Regions from separate parts of the Acanthopagrus latus genome. Here region 2 is linked to region 1. The links are chromatin contacts, called in public Hi-C maps. All regions are on one chromosome and are shown on one strand. Each heading gives the region's core, a stretch centred on a gene start, on an enhancer-like site or on the middle of the called end of the contact. The rest is flanking DNA. Distances are from core to core; before and after follow the strand shown. Region 1 holds the start of pcnx4 (pecanex-like protein 4). Region 2 holds the start of slc38a6 (probable sodium-coupled neutral amino acid transporter 6).

Evidence for each region. Hi-C and Micro-C count contacts between places; a contact is called where the count stands out from the background.
Region 2: a contact with region 1 is called in a Hi-C map of liver, with 2.4 times the contacts expected there. The contact joins the promoter of slc38a6 here to the promoter of pcnx4 in region 1. A contact is called at or near these places in 3 of 4 Hi-C or Micro-C datasets (liver and muscle).

Annotation. Positions count from the first base shown.
Region 1 is chr16:12,903,075-12,909,853 of fAcaLat1.1, reverse strand. It overlaps pcnx4 (pecanex-like protein 4), which reads right to left and starts at 3,868. Exons shown (of 11, transcript XM_037072644.1): 1 at 3,726-3,868; 2 at 2,058-2,832; 3 at 1,792-1,971; 4 at 963-1,501; 5 at 761-861; 6 at 393-515. The coding sequence starts at 2,755.
Region 2 is chr16:13,031,836-13,038,614 of fAcaLat1.1, reverse strand. slc38a6 (probable sodium-coupled neutral amino acid transporter 6) reads right to left here and starts at 2,633. Exons shown (of 16, transcript XM_037071117.1): 1 at 2,495-2,633; 2 at 393-523; 3 at 212-285. The coding sequence starts at 2,587. trmt5 (tRNA (guanine(37)-N1)-methyltransferase) reads left to right here and starts at 2,753. Exons shown (of 5, transcript XM_037071116.1): 1 at 2,753-2,927; 2 at 3,073-3,665; 3 at 4,634-4,758; 4 at 4,956-5,595; 5 at 6,205-6,456. The coding sequence starts at 2,887. The coding sequence ends at 6,266. mnat1 (CDK-activating kinase assembly factor MAT1) reads right to left here. Exons shown (of 8, transcript XM_037071119.1): 8 at 6,574-6,779. The coding sequence ends at 6,772.

The DNA of each region.
Region 1 (6,779 bases), core at 2,619-5,118:
AAGTGACATCATATTGTTTCTGTTGTTCAACCAACCACCACTCACTACAACCTCAGAAATACACATAAAGCTGAATAAACCCATGACACTAAAATGAACAGATATGCTGTATTGATTGCCATTGATATGTTGCAGAATGTTGGGAAAAAAGGGAAAGGTAAGTATCAGTAACTATGATCATTTTCCATATTTAAGTTTTGATAAGATGCCCCCATTATTGTCTACATCGTTCAGACAAATATAATTCAATTTAAAATCCAAGTGTCCCATGCTGTCAACAGATCACTGTGCTGTGTAAAAATGTAAGAAATGTATCTGTACTGTCACATTCAAGCCGAAACAGAACAACACAGAAGGATCTAATGTTGAGTGGAAATGAATGTTGACCTCACCAGAAGAAGCTGAACGCCAGTCCCCAGGCTGTCCCACCCTGGTAGCATGTTGTTTCCTGCTGCAAGCCGCATCAAGACTACGACCACCATCTGCAGCAGGGCATCCTCAGAACTCTGCCACACCTGAACAGCAACAAAGACAGATCACACTGGGCACGACAGGCACAAAAGCAAGCAAAACACACTTTATGTATAGGGCTGCAACTTACAATTTTTCTTGAGGTACTGTCATACATTTTATTTTATTCAAAACAAGAGCTATGATTTTTGCAAGTTACTTTGGGAATCTGGGTGGGTTTATTATTCACTGTAATAACTAATTTCTCCATGTTATGTTCACAGTGATATTTAGTAGAATGTGAACATACCACTCTAAATGCTCGTGTGAATCCCACACTGAGGGAAGCCCGGTGGAGCAGCTGCAGAGATTTGTCCATAGACAGGAAAGCAATCATTGCAAATGGAGACACTGTGAAATAAAACAGTAAATGTGAATCAGAACAGATTCATACAGAGAATTGTTGTTTTTACACCTCAGCTAGATTGAAGATCAGATCATAACAAGCTCACCAAGATAAAGAAGGACTCTTCTGATTGCTGCAGCGATGTATAATCCTCTGTTCCTCTGCTTGAATGTCTGCACACTGGACATGCCTTTAGGGTACAGGGGATTGAGAAACACTCCTCCAAATACATAGGCCCCCTGGATCTCTCTGAGAGCCCAGCAGAGGCAAAATAGTACGAGGAGGAGGTAGCTGACAGGCGCCTGAGGCCCAGTGACTGGGCTCTGGGACTGAGCTGAGCCGAGGAAGTGATGCAACACCCCTGCCTCTGCCACTGCCACCAGTAGCATGCTCAAATATAGCAGCAGCTCCCTGCAGCCCAGACTCCAGCCAAAAGAACTGGGAGGAGGGGGTGGTGACCCCCCTCTGCGAAATCCACGGTCCCCAAAGGCTGCCCTGGGACCTCTGCAGAGTGCGCCAACCTGGCTGAGATCCAGGCTCAGCAGAAATCCCGTAGAGATAGAGAAGAGAACCACACCCAGGGTTGACGGGATGAAGTAATTACACACAGCCACGCCGGCAGATACAGCAAACATCAACAGCAGCCTGTGAGAATACACACAAAGAGTCCTGATGATGATGATATATAGGTTACATTCACATTTGTCATTCAAATGGGACTTTTAGCACGTGATAAGGACTGGTTTCTCACACAAAATGACCACAATGTGAGTGAAAGATATCATCAGAGCCAAAGATTCTTTAATTTAATCTAAATGTATAAAAGAGATCTACTTGTATAATTGGTAACATATTTGATTATTTTTCATCATTTAGCTCTTGGCACTGCCAGAACATTATTTTTTACCTATATCAGCGCAAAACTGCTGATGTACCTGAGGTTGCTGGACATGGGCGAGCCCCCTAAACCAAACACAAGAGCCTGCTCCATGCCCCAGAGGAGCAGGGCATCCAGGGGAGGCAGGATACCGAGCGCCCACAGCAGAGGTAGGAAGAGGAACAGCACATGAAGAACCTGGCTGGCCAGTTGAAGCTCAGGGACTGGGCCTGTAAACCTAAATCAGAGCAAGAAAATTGATATTTATTGTAGCAAGAAGCTTTGTGAAATAGCAAAAAAGAGGACTTCTAAACTGTTGCTCACCTATCAGCCAAGTCCACAGCAATGAAAATAAAAATGTAGAGGGGCCGGGTGAGGGGGGTGATTTCATAAGTGTCCTGTGCCTGGAAAGTGGCCGTCTCTGTGGCTGTATTTACTATAAGAGAATACTCAGCTATACACAGTGTCACCCAACTCAGAACATAGACCACCAGGGATATGCCAATGCTGCCGTAGAGAGCCGTCAGTCTGCCAAGGAACACATACCATGTCCCAAAGCCACAGAGTACCCCGGCTAGGACTGTATGCAGCACCACATTGAGCCCAAACCTCTTCCCAGGGGCAATAAATCGGACCGTCTCCGGGCTGACACAGTGGGTGAATTCCACTTCCTCTTCATCGACCAGTATGTTGGGTGCACCGAGTCTCTCCACCTCGCCACTCCTCCGAGCAGCGTACAACGCCAGGGCCTGGACACCCGCTGCACCCCCGAACATAAGCATACCAGAGAGCACTGTGGCGTGGAGCTCCTGAAGAAGCTGCAGCTGGCAGAGAAGAGTACCAATGCCCCCAAAAAGCCATGGTGTCAAGAACAAGATGGCCTGATTGACGTAAACATATGGTGGGGCACAGTAGCCCAACTTGAAGCGTGGACCCCCCAAAATGGTCTGGGGGAAGCGCTTCCAGAAGAACTCCTGCTTGTACTCATTAAGAAGGGGCACATCTGGCCCCATTCTGACCATTCCCGAAGGGGTGGCAGGTCATCTCCACACAGCTGAAGGAGAGTGTCCATTCATTGTGTCACACACAATGAATCTACCTGCAATGGAGGAATTATTGATTATTATCAAGCAAACTAGAGATGCACCAATACCACATCGTCACTGTCATACAACAGCAGCACTAGACTGTACCTCTTGTGAGTAACATTATACAAGTTTGAGTTAAATCACTGATTACATCCTGCAATATATTGTCAGGTATTTCCTGCCTGTACATGGATAGCATTGGAATTAATGAGAACTTCTTCCAAAAAGAAAATGTCATTTCTTACAGCTATCGGGCAATACATTCAATACTGGGCCCTCTGCAATCAACTGAATATGCACTGATAACATTTTATGTATAATCACATAGGATTTCAATGTTCATTTTATTTCATCTCTAAATAAAATAAATTGTATTTCCAAAACCTCTGTAACTACACCAAGACAGGCATGTTTTTGAAGCCTTACACCGATGGTTCCTCCTAATCTCTCCATCAATCAGGTGAGTTAACTGTCTTGATATACGCGGATTAAATTATCGTTAGCACATCATACAACACGCTGATTTTTAAAGTTTAAAATAACAAATAAACCACGAATATACGTCTGTATATTAGGTTTGACACAAAATGAGCCACATGAGCAACAGCTGCTGAGGTGCCATAAGAACACACCACAGAAGCAGTAGCTTGTGGATGCGCTAACATGAGCTAACCTGTCCAGGCTCGTAACCGGACACATCGACTCATACCTTAAGTACCAAACCAGGTAATTCACGATAAGTAAACTGTTTTCTGAGCCTCTCTGAGACTCTTTACCATAGCTAGCTGTATTATTGTTAGCTAGCAGTCTTTTCAGCTTGATTATCCGTTAGCTTACTATAACTAACAGGTTAATAACAGCAGGTTGGCAACCTGCGGAGTCAACATGTGTGAGACAAACTTACCTTTAACAGCAGAACAGCCTACCGCGGATAAGCTGTGTGCAATATTTGACGATATAGGCAGTATTACGAGGAAAAGGGCGGAAATCGCCAGCAATAACATTAGCTGCGAGCTAACCGCTTGAGAGCCAAGCAACATCGGCATGATACACAGACAGATTGTACCCAATAGGAGTCGAGACAAGAAGAGAGCGAGGTTCCTGATAGGTTGAAATATATAAACCCCGCCCCTTACATCACACAAGCGCGCCCCTTCGACAACTACATACACACACGCACACACACACAAACCTTATTACAAATCCATGTGTGTTGTCACTTAAGGATAAAGACAAGACGGCGAAATTTTGTCAGATTTTTAGGGAGTTAACTGGGCTCAGGTATAAGTTGAACAGACACAAAAACATATAAATAAATAATAAAATAAAATGAATTATGGAAGCATTTTACACAAACACAGGTTTACTTATACATAGGCATAGATATAGTATGGTAATGACACTTCCATATGTGTTCAACAGCAGCTGCCTGACACACATTGTTCTATGTGTGTATCAGTAATGCTGCAGTATAGACACACTGTGTTTTACCTGCACACCAAACCTGGGACACATCAGCTGTGAATGGCAGGCAGAGGTGCACATCTGTTGTGTTTCCTGTCACGGGTTGTATGCCAACTGGGAGCAGGAGGAGTTAAGCGATCACACACTGTATTTTGGAGTTGGATTAGAACTGAATATTTTGAAGAGAAAATCATATTTCTTTTAGCTTTTGTCCGCATTTGATGAGTGGTAATTACACATATCATACACACTAGTGGCCCAGAAATACGATGGTGGTCCTCCAAATGATTCACTACTTTAAAGAACTTCTGGCATTCTTAACAATAAAATGTATTAAAAAGCCATTGAGTATCTATTTCAGGACACATTAGACTGCGGTTGTCAGTTTTTTTCTGTATTGTTTCCACAGAACAATGAAAAGACCATCCCTCTTTGCAATTATAATTACGTCAAGTGACACATCCCAATGGGTTGTTTATCTTCCTGATCCTGAATAATATTTCAACCTCTTTCTTGCCCCTATCTTTAAATCCTGAATCTAAAGCGCTTAGTTGACCCCAAAAACTGACACAGGATTAGAAATATTAATATTACATTCTAAATCCCTGTCAACGTGTTCTTTATGGGAAAAGAGCAAATCCTACAAGTATTCTATTATTTCAATATAATGAAAGTGATTGTGGTCAAGTGTCTGCCTCTCCAAAAGGCTGAATTGCTTAGAGAGGAGGAGGGCAAAAGGGAGGTTCATGAAGTGATCAACTAAAAAGGCCACAATATCAACACAAAGAAAGAGAATAATCCAGAGCCAAGCGGATTAAATTGTTGTTGTTATTCTTGAGGTAGAGGGGATAAGGGCAGGCAGGAGGTTGTGTTTCCGTGTCATCTTGAAAAAGCAATTTGTGCACTGTGTAGGACACAATAAACCATCACAACAAAAAAAAAGCCCATCCGCCGCGACAACATGTATTGCACCTTGTAATTCTCCCATGGCACCACTTATTTACAATCATTGCTCCATTTTTGTTATAGTTGCCTGATGAAGAATAGCAATTTGAGTTAAGACTTAAGAGATGTTAAAGGAGACAAACAAATGCAAATACCGTGAAATGAAAATGGCTGTTACCAAATTGGCTACAACATCAACAAAAGGCAGACCAACTGAAGGCGCTCTGAAAATTGATTCCGGTTAAATTTACAAGAAAATTGGGTATTTGCCTATTGTTGGGTTATTGTTACCTTGTTTTTGCCCTGTTAACCACATAGCCTGCTTTGTGTGACTGAAATAATGTGATAAATAACACACAAGTTCAATAATGTTATAAATCACACACAAGTCCAGAAATGAATAGCAGTTAAGATTTAATGCTCCTGCGAGACGTCTCATCCAAAATGTTTACACAAAATAAAAGCATTTTCCTTTTCCTCCTAATTGTCACTCTCACTACATTCTTTTATCTGTGTTTTCCCCCATTCACTTTCTCATTTTGTTCTTTATTCTAGGAAGCCTCAGAGGAAACAAATTACAGGAAAATGACAAGCGACAACAATAACTCAATGACAGATTTCAAGAGAGGCAATATGGCGAGATTGTTTTTGAAAAGAGATTGTATTTGAGGGGGATGAAAGATGAACATGGGACATAATATGCACCTTTTAAAAACAAAATAATTTATATTTTGATGATGACCTGCACTTGTTTGCCATCAGCTGCTGAATGTGGAGAGAACATTTCCATTTTTACAACAGCAATTCCAAGTCAAGTGCTAATGTTGGTGTAATTGTAACCTCTCCCAAAACACTCTAAAGTTAATACAAGCTAGTAAGTGTGTAATGCATATGGAGTATAATGTGGTTTGACCATTACACACACTGCACGTAAAGCTTCGATAAGCATCACACAAGATGCAGCGTTATCTTCTTCATCAAACGTCAATCAGTGTTCTCAGCCCTCTAGCTTCACCCACAACATCTACCAATGCTAGAACCAGAGTAGATAGCAGCAAAACCATGGTCCATTCAGCAATTATTCACAGAGTCTTGGACTAATGCTGCTCTGAATGCACAGACACAGCAAATGTAGGGGGTTAGTGGACCAGCAGTAATGGCCCCATACAGAGCATGTGTTTTTCTATGTGTGTGTCTGTGTGTGTGTGTTGGTGGGGATGGGGGAGAGAGCATCATCTATAACTGATTCACAACAAGCTCAAACATGTCTAATCATGAATCCAGACTACAACTGTGGAGACCAACTCGCTCACTTCGCCCCTCTCCACCAACCTCTCCGGCCCTCCTCCACCCTCTCGTTCCCTCCCGCCCGAGCCGGGCTCCATATCAGGCAGATGAAAACATAACCTGTCACATTCCATCCCATTAAACCAGCTATGAACCATGTGGTCTACTCACATGGAGGAGCAAAGAGAGGCAGGGAGGGAGACGGTGAGAGCAGTGCATCTGGGTTCACTCAGAACTGATGAATTATTCACAATCTTTATGG
Region 2 (6,779 bases), core at 1,384-3,883, 130 kb before region 1:
ATCACTACTAGGAAGTAAATAAAGAAGAAAAAAAACACGGAGACAAAGTAGCTTTTAGATAACATATCAGCTCGCATCCCTGAACAATGACCTAATCATCAAGTTAAGTTGGGGGGGCAGTTGTGGGTGTGGGTACAAAAATCTGGATGGATAAACTCACACGGATGTGCTTATCTATAGTTAGACTGCAGACCCATTGTTAATCTCTCACCTGTTTGGTCACATAGCTTCAGGAGGAGATGTATGGAGTACGCTGCCAGGCTGGACACTATTGTCAACAGGAGGCTGAAGAGGAAAGGTAAACAGAGTAGAAGTTAGTGTACATGTAGTTGTTTTTTTGTCTGATTTATCAAACAGGTCTGTAGTAGAAGATGTTGTGAGATCATTCTTACCAAAAACCAATTATTCCAGTACTAGCCATAGCGTAAGCTAGACCCAGTATACCGCTGCCCATGATTGCATTCATCAGGTTAAACACAGAGGAGACGAAGGAGGCTCCTCTAGCCCTGCTCTGTATTGATCCCTGCGCACACACACAAATACACACACACACACACACACACACACACACACAGCAGAGATAACATTTTGATAAAGATGTAAACAATGTGTGTGTGTGTGTGTGAGGACAAGGGAGCAGAAGAAGTCTGATTATTTTTGTAAGAGCTTTAAGAAAATTGCTCCTGACAGTATGAAGAACAACTGGCCGGCCCTGATGATGGATGTCATAAGACAACACTGCAGTGGCATGTAGGATCAGGCAATGGGAATGGGAATGTATTGGGTGGGATTTGAGCTGCTGGCTGTGGGACAGCTGCCTGAGCTCAGGATAAGGGGAGCTGCCCAAACTGCTTGACCTCTCTAATAGGGGATATCCTGGAGAGAACGAGTGGCAACTCTGGTGTCAGTGTCACAACAAGCTCAGATTGACCTGCGGGCCCGCTGAATCTGATTCACCCTGGGTTACAGTACTGAAAAAGACAGGAAGTAAACTATAACACCAGATGTAAATAAGGACCAGCTGTGATGTAAAATCATAATGCAGCGATCAAAATGAAACTGAATTTAAAATACAGAGAATTTAACTAGATTAACTAAACTAAATTTAACTGACTACGTAAATATGCACTGGCAAAATGATACCCATACAGATGTATTTATTACTAGTATATCCCTGTTCAGAGTCACAGTGATGCATATCCCAGCATGCATTACTGCTTATCTCACCTGGTTCCTTTTCTGATTTTTACGGCTTGTGTTTGATCCAGTTTAGTGATAGGATTAATTTTAAATAACATGTTGACAGACATGTGTGGATTCATTAATTGTCTTTACATGGCAATGGGTCTTTATGTGCTCAGTCTATGCTAATGTCACCACTTCCTTTGAGTTCTGGCCACAGGAAACAATAAATTAATGACACTGATTGATAAATCTAATCATGACCTGGTGTAAATGGCACCCCATTACTCTATCAGATGTCAGATTACTACTTGGATCTGCATTTTCCTTCTTCTGCATTTGTTAATGTTAAAACACTTAAAGACAAAATCCAGCCAAAATGTGCACATGTTTTTCGTATACTTACAAAATGCGTTATATTGACTTTTTATCCACATTATTTACTTGTTTGTTCAGCATAATTGAGACCGACTTCAAGTGTGCATCTCTCACAGTCAAATGGTGACGCTACTCTGCAGATAATGAATAGTAGATCAACTGACCTATGTGCCTATAAGGACTTTACTGGAATGTAAAGATATTTTCAATGACTTATAGATAGACTTATAGATGGATAGATCAAATAAAACCCTTTAAACTCAAACTCTTTGAGCTAAGAGAATAAATCACTATAAAAAGGTATGAAATCTAAAACCAGAATCAGAATTGATGAAGATGAAAAAAAACATGCCTCCCTGCCAGGAATGCAGTGAAGGAGGCATGCTGTTGTTTTTCTTGAGAGACCAATGTGTTCTCCTGTATCATTGTGGATATTTGTATATCATGTTGTATATGTTGTTATTACAGATCTTGATCCAGATGGAACATACTTGCACAGTAAAGGCAAAATAGAAAAAAATACCTATAAAAAAGTAAGTTCAGATAACATACAACCAAGGGACGTTGAGTGTAAAGCTGTCTACAGAGCCACAGAGCATATTACATAACAGCTTTTTTAAGGGCTGAGTGGTAATAATTATGAAGAACAAACTGGATATCTAACAATCAGTGGATTTAAGTTTGATTTGCACAAGAAACAGATATAAATACAGACACCTCTGTGGAGAAAATTGTTTTATATACAATTATTTCCTTTTTTTTAGAGTGGAGTTTCTCTGTAAGTGCTGACAGAGGCAGAAGTAGAGAGGAAACTCAACATTTTCTCAGGACAAGCACGTGATGTCTGTCATTACCAACTGCTGAAGCGCACATATTTAGACTGAAGCGGTGTTTCTTCGCTGTGGAAGACATTCTGCAATTATCAACTACTTACATTTCCTAATAAAGGTGTATTTTCGTTTCCCTCGGTGTCCCCGGTTCCGCATTCACTATACAAATCTCGGTTTGCATGTCCATTGACGCTCATTTTTCTTCTCTCGGAAAATTCAGGACACAAACTAAATTAAATAAACTTGCACCGCTTCAGACTTTCCGCTCCGGATCTCGTCACGACGCACAGCTGCAGAGTTATGATACCATCTTCTCCACAATCACTTTTAAACTCTCCTCTGATCAACTTATCAGCTGCCGATTGTTGTTGTTGGTCACCCAGGTCATGTGACTTTATTTCCGGTCGCGTTTAAGACGTTAGAAGGGAGACTACCCAATCGGAGATCGAATCTCTGCTCGGCTGACCAATCACCAGTCGGCTCGGGTCGCCTACCGATGACGTGGATCAAGCGTGCAGGCGACCGAAGGATGTTGAGGTGAGCTCTGAATGTGATTTCTCTCTAAAATAGTCGCTAAAATAACAATCAATTTAGCCTCAAAATGACCCGTTTTTGCTCATTTGCCAGTTGCGAAGTGTTTTTGACATCTGGGCTTCATAACAGCTGCGGTTTGTTGTTTCAGGCTCCTCTCCAGGGTCTTTCCGCCTCTACAAACACAAGGAAAAGCTGTCGCTGTGTACCGGAGGCTCTGCTCTGCCGCCACACTGCCAGTCTCAGCCTGTTCTGGCTCTGCTGTGAAGTTCATAATGGAGCCTAAACTGTACCGACCACCTCCAGAGGTTCGGGGTATGACCTCTCTGGACAAAGAAGCCTTCACACAGACCATTACAGTACCAGCTCTACGGGTACCCACTGGGGTCTTGAACAAGGTGGTCAAGAGCCTGAAAAAGTCGGCCATTCAGTGCCCAGGGATCCCCCGGGTGGTACAAGACAAAGAGGAGAGCAGTGACTTCCGTTTGGTGCTGTTGGACCCCCACAAAGTGTCCTCAGCAGCCTCCTTCAGTGAGGCCGAAGCCGAGGCTCTGAGGTCATTCAGTGTCCCCGAGGAGCTGCAGCACTACGAGCTGCAGCTCACCTACCACAACCTGAAGACCGAGGAGGTGCTGGAGGCTGTGCTCCCTCAGGGTCAGGACGTGACCTCGTCCTTCAGCCGAGTGGGACACATCGCACACATGAACCTGAGGGACCACCAGCTCCCATACAAGAGCCTCATAGGTGAGAGGCAGATAATGCAACAGAAGGATTGCAGTACAAAGTCACACACAGAATTGTTGTGTTTCTCCATCAATCTGAGTTGTTTTTTTTGTTTTTTTTAATTCTTCACCTGTCCATATATAAATCTGATTCAGATGTGGTTGCTATAAGCGACTGCAAAGCTTTCAAAGTTGTGTCTTTGAAAAATACATCTTGTGGTTAATGTTTAACATGTTGAGTTTCATCTCGTAACCTTCAAAGCTGCAGAGAGTTTTCACACAACTGTGCCACAATGTTACTTTGATGTGCAAGGTTTTTATCTTTTGATTAAAAGCCATGAGGTTAATTTGGTTGTGTTGAATAGCTGCAGTGATTAGTTGATTAATTGGTTAGTCAATTGAAAGACAATTAATTATGATAATTGATTGTCCTTATATTTGCTGGCTCTTTGTTATCTATGAAGAGATAAAGAAGAGTCTTTGAGTTTTTAAATATTGGTCGGCTAAAAATAAGTAATTTGAGGACATTGTTATGAGCTCTGGGAAATTAGATCTGGGAAGTTATTTACCCCAAATAATGGGCAGATAATTACATAAGGGAAACAATGGTAAAGTGCAACTCCGGTGTTGAAGCGTTACAGTGTCCCAGGTCTTCTTTAACAAATAGCCAAATCATCTAAATTGTGACCTACTCTCATGTGATTGAATCAAGGGTGAAATACATTTGATCAGTGCCTCCCAGTCTGGGTTTAGACTCTTGATGACCATTTTCACATAAATTACAGAATAATGTACAAGCTGCAGCTTTATTACATTATTTTTATTATGACTTTTTGTATAAACACAGATGTTACACTGCAGTCAAAGTATTTTTTTTTATTCTTAATTCTTACAAAGGTGAACATTTTCTGGATCATGGTTTAACCTAGAAAGGACTTCAGATTGAGGAAGTCATATTTAATACAGATTTTGTGACTGCTTCCATCATAGGTCAAGTCATCATGGACAAAAACCCTGGTGTTACCTGTGTGGTCAACAAGACAAACATGATTGACTCGACTTACCGCAACTTCAAGATGGAGGTGCTTGCTGGAGAGGAGAACATGGTCGCGAAAGTAAGTCACAAATGTGCTGTTATTTTGTGTTAAATATACACACACAGCATTATGAAGTTGAATCAAAAGGCGCTTCAGTTTACTTATCATTATACATCACAGGACTGTGCAACAAAAGTTGTAGCCTGTATATGTAGCTCACATTTAATCAGATAATTAACTGACAGTTGATATAATTTCCTTCATCTGTGCTGCAGGTGAAAGAAAATGGGGTGAACTACGAGTTTGATTTCTCTCGTGTGTACTGGAACCCTCGGCTGAGCACAGAACACCAGCGTGTGGTGCAACTCATTAAACCTGGTGAGACTGTGTTCGATGTGTTTGCTGGCGTCGGACCCTTCGCCATCCCAGCCGCTCGCTCAGGCGCCAAGGTTTTGGCCAACGATCTCAACCCTGAGTCCTACCGATGGCTGCAGCACAATTGCAAACTGAACAAAGTGGAGAAGAAAGTCAGGAGTTTTAACCTAGATGGGCGAGTGTTCATCCAGGGACCTGTGAAGCAGGAGCTGCTTGCGCTGCTGAAGGGAACCGCTGGCGTTCATGTAGTGATGAACCTGCCTGCTTTGGCACTGGAATTCCTGGATGCATTCAGGGGCCTGCTGCACCAGGAGCCTCCCTGTGATGAGAACCTACCCATAGTGCACTGTTACTGCTTCTCTAAAGATGACAACCCTGAGACCGATGTGGTGAAGAGGGCTTCTGACAGCATTGGATTCCCTCTGGAGAACCAGTGTTCTGTGCATTTTGTGCGAAATGTAGCGCCAAACAAGGATATGTTTTGTGTGAGATTCACAGTCCCTAAAGAGGTCCTCTTCAGCAAGGATCATGACCAGACAGGTAAGAAGAATTACTAAAAAGTTTAGGATGATTACCAAGGAACCTGGTAGAAAGTCATTAATTCATTTATCAGACAGGTAATTGGGTGGCTCAATTCTTTGTTTGTTTTACTTGCTGTTTATCTTTTGTATTCTATCTTACTACTTAATGTAAAGCTGACACAGTTAAATAAATTAATCAACAGACAAAAATTGGCAACTATTTTGATAATCTTTCATGCAAAAATGGCAAATGTTTTGTTTCCAGCTTCTCAAATTTCAGTTCACTTTCATACCTGATGAAAAATTTGAAGACCTTTTTGTTTTGAAATTTAAGAAAAAACAAGTAATTCAAAATTTCATCTTCCGCTCTGGGAGATTGTGATGAGAGTCTTGCATTGTTCTGACATTCCAATATATTGATTTACTACTCAATAATCAGCAGACAATTAGATAAAGAAAATAACCTTGTTGCATTCCTGACTGCAAGTATTCATACCATCACTAGTGCTGTAAGTGCTGTGTGTGAATGTTTTAATGTACCACCAGATGGGTCAAAGACTATTTTCCAAAGTAATGGACGATAAAGTCGTCCACGATTCGATTCTAATCAGATTGTGTTTATCCACAGAGCCATCAGAAGAACCAGCTCCAAAGAGACCGAAGTGTGAAGAAGCTACAGATTCGACATAGTCATCATATCGTTTCATCACTGTAAGAAATGCAAGGAAACATTTGAGTTGAGAATATATTTTTAGTTGATTTTTTTTTTTTTTTAAATAAACTGCATTTTACTGATGCTTTTATCACAGATGTTGTTGCATCTTCATGTAAGAAATCCTTACCCAGCTTTACGTCAATAAATGACTTTCTTTTGTTCAAATCAGAATGCATTAGAGCTATTGTTTTAGGAGATTGACATTGCACATTCTAAGTTGTTTCACTTCTAAAAAAAGTACATCTTTTTTACTTCTAAATACATCTACAAAATGATAGATTCTCAGTTTTTACTTCCATTTATTTAAATAGAAAATAAATGAACACAAAAGATAAAAAAAATACATCTTGACCAAAAAACAGTCAGAATAGTATTTACCACCGCAGCTTCTGCCCTTTCTGTGGTGTTTTTTTACAGTCCTTTTAGTCACATTTCTACCCAGTGGCTGTTGTGCAGTTTGATCCGTGGATGTGTTCAGCATTAGAGAA